Regions from separate parts of the Mus musculus genome. Here region 1 is linked to region 2. A link is a contact called in public Hi-C data. All regions are on one chromosome and are shown on one strand. Each heading gives the region's core, a stretch centred on a gene start, on an enhancer-like site or on the middle of the called end of the contact. The rest is flanking DNA. Distances are from core to core; before and after follow the strand shown. Region 1 overlaps Dcdc2a (doublecortin domain containing 2a). Region 2 overlaps Dcdc2a (doublecortin domain containing 2a).

Region 1 (6,302 bases), core at 73-2,572, 38 kb after region 2:
AAAGGAAGACTGCTAGCATTTGATTTATACTTTTAAAAAAAGATTTATTTATTATGCATACAGCATTCTGCCTGCATATATAACTGTGGGCCAGAAGAGGGCACCAGATCTCATTACAAATGGTTATCAACCACCATGTGGTTGCTGGGAGTTGAACTCAGGACATCTTGGAAGAGCATCAGTGCTCATAACCTCTGAGCCATCTCTTCAGCCCTTGACTTATACTTTTAAAGAAAAAAAAAAAAGAAAGAAAGAAATTGTGTGTGTGTGTGTGTGTGTGTGTGTGTGTTTGTATACGCGAATATAGTAGGTACCCATGGAGGCTAGAAGAGTGTCGGATCCCCTGGAACTGGAGTTAGAGGTGTTTGTGAGCTGTCTGACATGGGTCCTGAGAACCCATCTTGGGTCTCCTGCAAGAGCAGCAAGTGCTCTTGACCACTGAGCCCCATCTCCATCCCTTGGTTTGTAATGTTTAAAGTCATTATGGCAAACACATGTCAGAGAAAGAATAGAAGAGGCAGAGGGTGGTTGGAGTCTAAGTACGGGATGCAGGTACCTGGGCTCTGTGGCTGCAGGGCTGACGGGAGGGCTCTCTGTCAAAACCTCTTTGAGTGTGTTATTGCTGGTCAGTTTACTTGCCCATCAGCTATTGGTGCAGTTCCTTCCGGGGCTCAGTTGCAGTTCTTGGACCTCTAGAGGTTTCAAAACCCTGACTGCGTATAGGTTCCCTCTCTAGTGTTCTCTAGAAGTCTATGCCTGGTGCCTTTGATGTCAAGTAGGGAATAACTTGGAGGAACTTGGTCAGGACAAGGGAAGAGAAAATAAGTGAAGGTTTGTTGCTGCATGGTTGGTATTCATCTGAGGAGAGAGCAATCTAGAGCATGGTGCCTGGCGCACACCAAGTTCTCATTCAACCCACACAGGGTGTGTGCGGATGCCTGGCAGTGAGCCGCCACCGCGTCCTATGCCAGTAAACTCAGTCACAAGCTTGGTTTTTAACAGAACTAATTTACACCTTTTCTATAATTAATAGGTTCTCTGGAGAACGCTGGGCTTGATAGATCATTAACTGTCTAGCCCCACGGGAGGGGGATGAGTGAGAGGCCTGTGTAGGAGGGTGGAGCTTCCTACTTCAGGCGCTTCTGTCGACCTCCCTCAGCACTGACCTTAAAGGGGACGCAGAACCAGATTGTGAGGCATGTGTGTCTCGCACACAGCTTCCTATTGATTGTGTTATTGCATGAAGAAGAACGGCTATGGGAGAAGGAGGTGTGGGGAGTGGGGACGGGAAAAGTGGGTGGGAGAGTGGGGAGGGGAAGGAATAGGGCTTTGGGATATAGGTAGACTGAAAACAACTAGTAGAATTCATCGTATAAAACGCTCTAGCGACTGATAAGTGGGAGAAATGCAGAAGTTGATAAGTTGAGAATAATTTTAGGTTATTATTCTAGTCTCAAAATAAAAAAGAAAAGTGACTTATTTTCATAAAGAAAGCTCCACACATGCAGATCCTTCGCCTCCGTTGTTCCACCGCACGGGATCAGGGAGCCCTCTAGTGGCAAAAAGGTGAAAATGACAGAAACGCTGAAAAGCGAACTGGTCTGTTTTTGTTAATGTCCGGTCAAATGCATTTTATGGTCAGTAGTTTGGGGTTAAATATTAGGATTTCCATGGTCTTGACTCAAGACTCAGTTGCTTCCACGAATCAATCAGTTATCATGAAGTCACTGTGAGGCAAATCATAAATACATTAAAAAGAAATTTTCCTATCCCCCCAAATTGCATTCTGTAGTGTAGGTTTGAAATTGCTGTCAGGATAGGCAGCTCAAACCTGCCATCGGTAGGTGCATGTGAGAGAGATGTCAACGGAGTCATAGCGCGCTGTAGGAGCTCTTCAGCAAGGCCAACTCACAAAAGGCCCTATGGGAAGGAGATGGAGACAGGAGATCCTCAGGGGGTTTCTGGCTAGCTTGTGTAGGCAATCGGTGAACTCTCAGACTCATGAGAGACCCTGCTTAAACAAGGCACACACACACACACACACACACACACACACACACGTGCTCACACGCACGTACACACATGCACACACAGAGGGGGAAAGAGAGAGAGGAGAGACTAGCCAACTAGGACTCATGAGAGACCCCGCCTAAACAACACACACACACACACACACACACATACACACACACACACAGAGAGAGAGAAACAGACAGACAGAGACACACAGAGAGAGACAGAGAGAAATAGAGAGAGAGGGAGAGAGGGAGAGAGAGAGAGAGAGAGAGAGAAGGTGCCAGATGTGAAGCCTCTATCTGCATCCAGGGGTGCACACCTCTCCCACACACATACACAAACAGAGAGGGAGAGGGAGACAGGATGTGGAGCAGGGGAGAAAGCAGGGTCGGAGAAACACCGTGCCTGGAGAAAGTGAGTTCTTTTCAGTAGACAATGCTAAATACATGGCTTTAACCTTAAACTATGTGCTGCTAGTCCATGCCCCTGACCATCAGGAATAGTGCACGTGTGCGTGCGTGTGTGCGTGCATGTGTGCATGTGTGTGTGTGTGTGTTGTGTTGCTTATCATTTGCTAAAAGAAGTCAACAGATTGGAAGCAACAAAACAAATATTCCCCAAAATGTTGAAAACACATGTGGATATAGGTTGATAATCTCTGTTTGCAGTTCCGAGTGTTACTCTGGGCCAGTAAAGTAACTTCTCTGTAAACCCTGCTAAAGATTTCTGCAGCCGGGCAGTGGTGGAGCACGCCTTTCATCCCAGCACTTGGGAGGCAGAGGCAGGCAGATTTCTGAGTTCAAGGCCAGCCTGGTCTACAGAGTGAGTTCCAGGACAGCCATGACTGCACAGAAAAACCTTGTCTCAGAAAAAAAAAATTTTTTTCTGCAAAAAAGAGAATTCACCATTCCTTTCCCATGCCACATTTTCTATGCTGTTCAATAAATATAGAACAAAGGTTTTAGTTGGGACAGGCAACAGGGACAGACACACACAACAGACAGACAACAGATATGCTACAGATCACAAACCACAGAAGTGGAAGACACAGGGAGAGGGGTGTAGAATTCCTGCTTGGCTTGCTTCTGGTCTAACTATCCCAAGAGGAAGTTAAGGTGACATTAACACATGTACCCATTGAGACACCTCCCAGCCCTCAGACCATCCTACTTAGTGTTCCCTAAACCATTTCTCTGAGTGGTTTACCCTTTGAAAATGAGGTAATATTATTAACCCCCTAGGTGGTCGACAACAAGGTCTCCATTCTTTCTGTCACACAGTCCTGCCCTTGCTGGAGTCCCACTCCCTTACCCATGGGTTTCCATAGAGTCCTTCCAAGCTTAACAGCATCTCCAAACCTTCTAATAAGGCACTGACCGTCTGTGAAGGGTTGCTGTTGTCACGAATTTTACAGTGTTCAAGTCACAGGATGTACTGACGTCACTAAATACAGACCAGTCTGGGTTTTGCTAGCGACTGCAGAAGCTCCACTCCTGTCCTGCTGTCTGTCTGTCTTCTCCAGACAGTGACTGTACTGAAAAATAGAAAAGAAAAAAAAAACTCTGCTTGTAGATCATACAATAATTAAATGGAAACTAGATGTCTAAATTGCAGTTGGAATGGGAAATTAAATTATGCAAAAATGTTATAGATTTGGACAAGTTTTCATACTGTTAATAAATCTATGCATAATTCATTTTCTTGTAGGCTGTGACAAAATTGCATAAATAACTTCATTTGTAAGATGGGGATTTTTTTTTTCTGTTCTTAATTGGGTGATGGCTAAAACAATTTAAATGCTTTTGGGTGACTGAATATATAAATGTTTAAAATGAGCAGTTATAATAGGCTTCCAGGCATATTTGTTTATTTAATATTACTACATTATTTTCAGACAGTAGCACAGTACAGATGTTGCATAAAGATTGTACCAGTATGGTTGAGTTGTTTATGTATGTATGTATGTATGTATGTATGTATGTATGTATGTATGTATTTATTTATCTATTTATTTACTTACTGCATTCTTGCAGCACTGGAGATTGAGTGCTGGGTCTCATACACGCTCGGCAAGTGCTTGTTCTATCAGAGTCACAGCCCTGTCCCTGATTTGACTTTATATCTTTACATACATCCATATCTATATCCTCTGATTTTAGAGATAACACAAGACCCTTCCCATCAGGCAATATGATGGATAGGGTGCTAGATAGCCACATAGTTCTAGGGATCCCCCTCCGCCCATGTTGGGATTGCAAGTACAACCTCTATGCTGGGCTTTTCCTGCATGTGAATGAGCCATCTATCTCCCCAGCCCAGGAATGGCTTCATTTTCTGTTTGTCTCTGTGTGCCATGGGATGGAATCCTGGCCTCAACATGTGCTAGGTAAGCACTGGGCCTCTGAGCTCCATCCCCAGCCCTAGGGGAAGGAGTGTTGTGCTACACCTGCCTCTAGGAAGGTGTGTTTGCGGTTACTGAGATACTAAGACCAACAGTTGGAAACTAATTCAGGGCCCTGTCTGTCCCTGGGCTCACTAGTTAGCCACATGAATGTACTGGGAACAGTTCACGAGCCAGTTGTGACGGTCTAATGTTTTGTCATTTAGGGAAATTATCGGCAATCCAAGTCAACCATCGGGTCTAGTGATAACTCATCTCCTCAGCCTCTGAAAAGGAAAGGGAAGAAAGACTCAAACTCAGAAAAACCCACGAAAGTGAAACAGAGTGTGAAGTCGAAGACTTCCCACCAAGCAATCCCAGACAATGGTGAGTTGCGGTCAACGGTCTAACGGTCATTTCCATGTCATGTTGTTATCTTTTTAAGGACGTGGACCCGTTTTAATTCTTATTTTAAATTTGTTATTTTTACCTATGTGCAGGTGTAGGTGTGTGTTGAGGGGCGGGTTATGTGTGTGTGAGTGCAGGTACCTGTGGATGCTTGAACTGTGCGAGGACTCTGGGAACTGAGTCTAAGTCCTCTGGAAAACTAGTAAGTGGGCTTTAACTACCTACCGAGCCGTCTCTCCAGCCTCTAGATTTTCCTTCTTATCTTGCAGTGGTCACTTATCCGGGCTCACAGAGGGTGTTCCTTTTTGTCTTATCATATGTGATGCTCTTCAAAGGAGATTTCCATTGGGCGAGAAGCAGCTGTGTCTCACACTGGGCTCCTACTTTAAGGCAGGCTTAACAGGACAAAGGGGAGCATTGCCATCCCGTGCACTGCTGAGAGCCCTTGCTTGGTACCTTTATACTTTGTTTAAGCACTGTTGACACTGGCCTCTGTGGGTTGAGGGTCTACCCTTGCCTGCACTCAAGATTGCTTGTATTCACACCTCACATTCCCCGAGAAGATGTTCTGATATCTAAATGAATATTGAGCACACATAGACTCTATAATAACAAGCTATTAGATAAATTTAAAAGTTTTTTGAGCAAGCCATGGTGGTGCATGACTGTAATCTCAACACTTGGGAGATGGAGGCCAGTCTATGCCACATATCAAATTCCAGGCCCTTTGGTTCTCAACACACACACACACACACACACACACACACACACACCAATACAAAACCCAAAGCAAAGCATTTGCACTGGTCTGAAATATGACATTAGTGTGAGGCAAAGGTGTCCTGAGGTCAGGACAAGTGTGATGAAATGGTGAACTTTCACACTAGGTGTTTCTGAAGAGCACTGTATTTGGTTTTATTTCAAATGTATTCAATAGGATGGCTCATAAAAGTGGAGAGAGATACTTGCCTCAGGCCACAGCTGGATGGAAACAGAAATAGAGTGACTGCTTTGCCTCCCTACCCATGGTCCATCCACACAAGACATATGTGGGATGCTCCGGGTGAAGACAGATGGAAAAAGGTCACCAATAAAGCCCAGCCGACGTATGGACACTCCATGTGACATGAAGAGTCATGTGGGATCCACAGATGCAGGGCAGCGCTTTAGAGGATGCCACCCAGATGCCTAAAGCGTTAGATAAAGACAAGTTATCTAAGGTCAAAAGAGAAATCAAAATGATCTGACAGCCTGGTCAGGAGGCCGAGACTGAGGCTGGGGCTGTAGGATCTTAAGTTCAAGGCTAGGCTGGAGAGTTTAGTGAGTCCCTGTTTCAAAATATAAGAAAGGGCTGAGGATACAGCTCAGTAGTAGAGTACTTGTCCTATCTGCACGAATCCCTAGGTTCACTCTCCAGGGCTGCATCAGGCAAAAGCACGGGATAAATGCACGGCTCCCCGGAGAAGAAGGGGCTCCAATCTCCGGGTTCTCACTGTGG
Region 2 (6,946 bases), core at 1,014-3,513:
CTTAGGGTTTTAACCCAGAGTTTTGTTCTGAAGAGTTCTGAGTTGATTTTTTTATCATTGTATGGTTGCATTGTTGAATGAAGTCTGTCTTTCCCTCAAGACTGTAAACTCCAAGATATTTGGACCATTTTACCTTTTTAATGATCATCTCTGTATTGCTCTAGCATCTAAAACAGATTCTGGAACAAAGATATATGTGTACATATTTGAATAAATGATAAACAAACTTTTCCTAGTACATGAAGATGGTTGCAGACAGTCTGGGCTTTAAGTATTACTATCATAAGATCTTCCAGTGTCCAGCTTAGAGTCAACTTAGAGTGTCTATTGAGGGATTGTTTAGATTGGATTGGTTTATGACTCCCCTTCCCCCACCTGTGATGGACTGACTTCTGACTTGATTGATAATTGGCATAGGAGGGCCCAGTCCACTGTGGGTGGCAGCATTCCCTGGGCTGGAGGTTCTGAGCAGTATAAGGAAGCTAACTGACATGAACTACAGAGCAAACCAGCAACATTCCTCCATGATTCCTGCCTCAACTTCTTGTTTAGTTTCTGTCCTTACTTCCCTGTACAAGGGACTGTAACCTTGTAAACTGAAAGAAAAGTTTTCCTTCCATAAGATGCTTTGTCAGAGTAACAAGAGATGAAGGTAGAATACCCAGTTTTAGGCTTGAATTATAAATCACCCCAAAACTTAGTAGTAGAAATAGCACTGTGTTTTATTCATAGATCTGTATGCTAGGAATTAAGAAAGGGCCCAGAAGAGTGGCTTTTTTGTTTGTTTGTTTGTTTGTTTGTTTTGTTTTTTCAAGACAGGGTTTCTCTGTGTAGCCCTGGCTGTCCTGGAACTCACTCTGTAGACCAGGCTGGCCTTGAACTCAGAAATCTGCCTGCCCCTGCCTCCCAAGTGCTGGGATTAAAGGCGTGGGCCACCATCGCCCAGTCTTGCTTCATGATTTTTGATGAAACACTTGAAGGCTGCATGCTAGACTCATCTGGAAAGTAGCATAGCAGTAAAACAATGTTGACCATCGGATAGACCCTTATTTTTCATCCTCTCTTGTCTTTTCTGTTTGTTTTTTCTTTGTCATGTAGATTGGTCATCATCACAGAATGGTTGTGGAGGTCTGAGCTATGGGAAGAAAGGAGAGGGCGGGAGAGGGGGAAGGAGAGGACAAGTCCTCCTCTTTTTCACACTTTCCCCATGTCTTCATTTATTGACTTAGGCTGCTTAGTGAGAAAGAGGGTGGAGGTCATTTAGCATCTTAGACTATGAGGCTGGTCATGATCATTACGAACAGACAGAGTCAATATAGGACACTGCAAACAGACTGATCTCAGAAGGGTTTGTCAGTATTGTGTGTGAGCCTTGCTCATTGCTTGCTGAAGAGCTGGGTGAAGGGAGCCTGTGGAGTCTCACGCACTCCGAGAACCTCTTTGTGTCTTCCAGTTACACAGGCAAGATTTTATGGGGTGGGTAGCATATCTGTTTAAGCAAAAGAGAGGCTGAGTGGAAGAGCTGGGGATGGAAGAGGGCAAGTGGACAGGGATCAGTGTGCATCTTCATCACACTGGACAGAACAAAGAGCACCCAGCACCTGGCTTCCTTTCCTGCCGAGACTCCTTTCTCCCCATATGCTATGTTCTTTAGAGTGGAGGCTCCAGTGCTTCTCACGGTAATTCCTCTTCATGGTGAAAATACCTACTTCTAAAACGGCAAAGCAGCCTTGCTGGGAGCACATCCAGGTCCTGCCATGCTGGGAAATGGTTTACCCCACGACTGAAAACCTCGACTCAACACAGCTCTAACTTCTCTTATTTAGATCAAAAGTATTCGTTTACAACATCGGTCCTGTGAGCATTGTTTTCCTGCTTTGCAGTTGCTGGGGTTCTCTGCCCTCTTGTCTCTGCCTTTCCTTGAGTTATGATTGGGACAGAAAACTAAATGAAATATTAGGGAGTCAAAGACAGCGGCACAATCCAACAGCCCCCGGTCATCTCTAGAGAAGAAAGTGTTGAGCAGAGCTGAGAGCCTTCCCACGGGCAAAAGAGTTTCAGTGTAAAAGTTCTTAAGTGTTCTTCCTGGTGGTCCAGTTTCAAAGGCCAAATTTTCAGACAGTTTTGGGGACGAAATTCCTCTTTTCTTTGAAGCTGGACAGCGGGACTTTTTAGCGGGAAGTTGCTCAAGCAGCACCGCTTGTACATGGTGACCCTTTGCTTTGATTTATTATTCTACTCCCCATGGGTGTGAAGATTGCAATTCATCATCTGGTTCCTACGGCAGGTTTTAGAGTCTGCCTGAGGTTGTTTGGTCCTCGGTAACCTGGAAACCTAATTGCAACAACAAGCCATTTAAAGGCAGCTCCTCTCCGAGTGCTTACAATAAAAGCAATACCAGGGAGGACCAGCCTGTGGCTGACCAGTATGTCCTTCAGACAAAATGACTCCTGATTTATGCCTATTGATGGTTCGGATGCTGTAATTCAGAAGCATGCTTAGTAGAACAAAGAGGAAAGAGAAAAAAAGAAAGAATGCCATCGAATGTAATAGTTGGTTGAAGCTAATACTTTCTTTTCCCCACCAGATGAGTGAAATAAAACAAATAAATAAATTTAAAAAAAGGAAGATGTGACTGCTCCTAGGTAGGGTGGGAGAGAAAGGTTATTGTAGATATGAGGGAGAGCATAGACAGAGGCAGAGACAGAAGCATCTGGGAGCATCCTGAGTGAACAGGACCTTGAGCCAGGCCACATGAGGGGGAGAAGAGAGAACAGAGAAAGGAGAGGGGAGAGGGAAGAGGGGAGAGGAGAAAGGGGAGGGGAAGGAAGAGGGGAGAGCTGGAGGTCAAAAGACAAAAAAAGGCTTGCACAACCCAAATGGCTTGGTTATACAGGGAAGAAGAGCAGCTGGGGGAAGGGCAGCCCCGGGCAGTTTAGGGTATCAGTCGGGTATGCCAGCCAGGAGGACCCTGTAACAAAGAAGGACTGAAGAATGCTTGGAGAACCTGGTGGCTGGCTTCAGCTCTGCTTTATTAATAGGCAGCTCAGTTAGCTGGTTGTCCCAGGTTTGAGACCTAACACCTCGAAGAAGTGAGTATCTTGTCCTTTGTATTTGGGAAACTGCAAGAGGTTTGCTCCCTTAGATGAATTTGTATTCCGTCTCTTAGTATTATTTCATATTATATAACACCTTAAGGTAAAAATACACTAGTCTTTCTCACTTAGGAAAGCATAGAAATTAGATGTGGAGAGAAAAGTTAGTCTAAATAAGTTTAGTCACCCCACTTGAGTGTTGATGAGCAGTTTGTGGTGCAGCTTAAACAAGGCAGCAAATCCAGGGCAGAGAAGATAGATCTCTGGGAACATGCTTGGTATGCTAAGTGAGGACCTTGGTCTGGATCGCTGGCATCCATATAACAAGTTGGGCATGGTAGAGTGTACCCTGTGGTCCCATCACTGGGGGGCAGAGAAGGGCAGGTACCTGGGTTGTTGCAAAGACCCATGGATTAGGGTGAGGGCAAGGTTTATCCAACCATGTCTTCATTTGGGTATTGCAGAAACCAATGCTGATAGATAGAAACTGGTGCAGGGAAGACCCACAGGCCCCATGGCACCCAATCTGTGTCATATCACAGATTCTCTGGATTCTTTGAGTCAGTTCCTTTGAAGATGTGGAACAAACTTGACCTTTACCCTCACTGGTGGGCTCTGGTTTTTAGGTGTTATTATAAATGCTTCTCCAATCCCCACTGTTTGAAACTTGGTCTCTCATGTAAAATTGCCACCCAAGCTGTCTGCTTGCTCCTTGGTCTTACTTCCAGCTGCCATCCTGACACCGTTGAAAAAAGCAACTTGAGAGAGAAAGGGTCTGTTTGGACTCACAGTTCAAGGGTACATCTGTCTACCGTGGTGGAGTAGTCAAGACCCCTTCACAGTCACGGTCAGGAAGCCGGGAGTGACGAAACCCTCTACTTAACTCAGTGTTCCCCTTGAAGGTCAAGGTCCCTGCCCAATTAGTGATGTCATGCACAGCAAGGCTGGGTCTCTCCCCACATCAACCTGATCAACACAGTCCCTCACAGACATGCCCAGAGGCTAAATGTCCTATGGGTGGTCCTGGAGGCTTGCCTCCCAGGTTCTTACAGCTCTGCAGGTTGAAAGCAAGGTATAGAGGCATGAGCACATAGGCCCTTTAAAAGCACATTTGTTTCAATAAACCTAAACGGAAAAAACCGTATTCACCTAAGCTTAGTTTTCTTATGTATATTGATACTGTACTTAGGGAAGCAAGCAGAGAACGAGGAAAGGCTTTCCCTGAAGTCCATTTTCTGTGCAGGGGATGAGAGCGAGCATCCCTGTTTAGTTAGGTTCTTTATTGCTTTGTGTGCGCTGTTCTGCTTAAGGCGAGTAAGCGAATTAAGCCTGAGTTTCTCTCCAGACTTGTCTGTGGGCTGGGGAACAGGAGCTGAGGGATTTTCCCAAGGACCTACGCCAGTTGACTGAGCTTTGGGGTACCCTGATCTCTTCTGAGCATAAAAATTTGGATTTCACACAGCCTTTGCTATAACTGGGAGGATGTTAGTATTTGCTTATTTGCTGTAAAGTCAAAAAGTTGTCTGGAGTCACTAAGTATGATGGCCTATAAATGCCTTTATTTGAGAAGAATTGGGACGAAGCATAAGGAAGTGGGTGTTCTGTTTCCTCAGTGCTAGCTGAAATGTTTGAGTTTGGACCACTGGGCTTGGGAGATTCTGGTGGTGTTCCCTTCACACAAGCCGTGGTCCCAGGCCTTTCCTGAGATAAACAGGTTGGGAAAAGAAGAACAGGGCCTCACTCCTGTGCAGCCCTTTCTATGTTTCTACCTGACATGCTCTCTCTGATGTAGCTGAAGTATTGTAAATATCAACACAGCACTGCTCTGTCACGAGCTACCTTCACCCAAGCAATGCAGGTAGAGGAGGAAGAGGAATCGGGAAAGACAACGAGGGACTGAAATCCTGACAAGTGGAACATACAAATAGCACAAGCTGTGTTCTTGGAGGCCTTAATGGAACAAATATGTTTGATTTCAATACATTTTCTTTAAAACAATTGCATTCAATCTCATTTATGTTCCATTCTTAGAGATGACAATGCCTGAGTTATGAAGGCTGGGAAAAAGCTAACAGTGACTAATCACTTAGGAGATATCCAGTGTTCTGTCATAGTTTTCAACAATAATTTTTCAACTGATGATATTTTCAGTAATCTTTTAATAATTTTTATAGACTATATTTTGATCTTTTCATTTTCCCCAACTACTCCTTGCTTTTCCAGAGTTCCCCATCCACCCAACTTCATGTTCGTTCTCTCTTTAAATAAGAAAACAAAACCAAATACAAAGAACAAAAATCTCTCATGAAACTAAACTCAAACAAACAAGCACAAGACCAATAAGACAAAAAAGGCAAAACAACGCCAAATGAAACAAAAAGGACACGCACACACACACACATGCACACCCAAAAGCAAACAAACGAAAGAGCCCAAACAAAACATGGAGTTCCTTGATAAACCCAGAGCCACTCAATTAGATAAAACCAGAACCCTAAATGAGATTTTTCCTTCCTGGCAGGTGTCAGTTGCAGACAGCTTCTTGGTTAGGGGTGGGACCCTGTGTCCACTTCCCCCTCGCAGCACTGGGACCCTGTCTAGCTTGAATGTGTGCAGGCCTTGTGCGTGCTGCCACAGGCTCTGCACATCAGTTCTGTTATAGACAGCTCTATAGCTCTGCTAAAGACACTGTGTCCTTGAAGTAACCCACCACTTTTGGCTCTTAAAATCTTTTTGCCTCCTCTTCTGCATAGATCCCTGAGCTTGAAGGGAGGGGTTTGATGAAGACATCCTGTTTAGGGCACAGTGCTCTGAAGTCTTTAACTCTCTGTACCCCGTCCAGGTATGGGTCTCTGCTAATTCCCATCTACTGCATCAATTACTTTGGGGAGTAATAGCACTCTCTCTCTCTCTCTCTCTCTCTCTCTCTCTCTCTCTCTAAACTGGCATACAAGAGGCTGGTGAGATGGCTCAATGGGTTAAGACATTTGTCACCAAATGTAAGTACTTGACTTCAGTTCCTGGAACCCGTATGAGGGAAGGAGGGAAATCATCCCCAACGTTGTCCTCTAACCTCTCGTGGGTGTCGTGGCACACTTGCACCCTTGACCCCACACAATGAAGAAATCAACATAGCAATTAGCACACAAAGAAAAGACTCTCAGGAGGGCATTTTATAATAACTTTATTCTTATTGATCCTAGTCAGTGCAGTCTTCAGCAGGAAGCAAATGCCTGCAGAGTTGCAGTACCTGACCACAAATTATATTATAGGGCCATAGTGACAGGCACTGGACCCCAGCCCACAAAAGGACTCCATATGTGTAGATTAATGGAATAGAGTAAAGACCCAGAAATAAACTTACTCAGCTATAGTCCTCTAATTTTTTTTTGTGGTCGGAACTATTCAATAGAATGAAACCTTATACACATTTAAAATAATAGCTGTTTCATCTGTTTCCCCTCCATATTGCTATTTTCTTTTATTACTATTAATTTTAAATTTAATTAAAATATAATGACATCACTTACCCCTTTATTTCCTCTTTTATCCCTTCCATGTCTACCCCTCCTTAAATTCATGGCTTTCTCTTCTTTAACCATTGTTCTTACATATACATATAAGGTGAATAAACATATAAATACAACCTGCCGAATCCCTTCAGAATTGCCTGCATGTATGTTTCTAGGGCTGACTACTCAGTACCAGAAAGTCAACTGGGTGTCTCATTCCCCGGGAGGTCTACTTTTCCAGCTCTCAGAAGTTATTAATTGCCTATAGCTCTTCATCTAGGGGTGGGGCCCCTTGAGTTTGCCCACATCTGCACTGGGATGACAACTGTTGACAGGTCT

Evidence for each region. Hi-C and Micro-C count contacts between places; a contact is called where the count stands out from the background.
Region 1: a contact with region 2 is called in a Hi-C map of uterus, with 2.9 times the contacts expected there. The contact joins two enhancer-like sites. A contact is called at or near these places in 10 of 484 Hi-C or Micro-C datasets (the AML12 cell line, embryonic stem cells, granulosa cells and 5 more), 2 of 115 datasets of contacts at active chromatin or transcription factors (embryonic stem cells and kidney) and 2 of 9 other capture datasets (adipose tissue and embryonic stem cells).

What each region holds. Positions count from the first base shown.
Region 1 is chr13:25,114,624-25,120,925 of GRCm38.p6, forward strand. Dcdc2a (doublecortin domain containing 2a) reads left to right here. Exons shown (of 10, transcript NM_177577.3): 7 at 4,624-4,783. Among named protein-coding and RNA genes, the nearest start is that of Dcdc2a, 62 kb to the left of the region's middle. Within about 2 kb of position 1,323, at least 99 of the 459 cell types and tissues checked have an H3K27ac peak or open chromatin away from gene starts, as enhancers often do. A contact at or near this core is called in kidney and uterus, where this site is marked.
Region 2 is chr13:25,075,193-25,082,138 of GRCm38.p6, forward strand. The region is part of intron 2 of Dcdc2a (doublecortin domain containing 2a); the gene reads left to right. Among named protein-coding and RNA genes, the nearest start is that of Dcdc2a, 23 kb to the left of the region's middle. Within about 2 kb of position 2,264, at least 25 of the 459 cell types and tissues checked have an H3K27ac peak or open chromatin away from gene starts, as enhancers often do. A contact at or near this core is called in kidney and uterus, where this site is marked.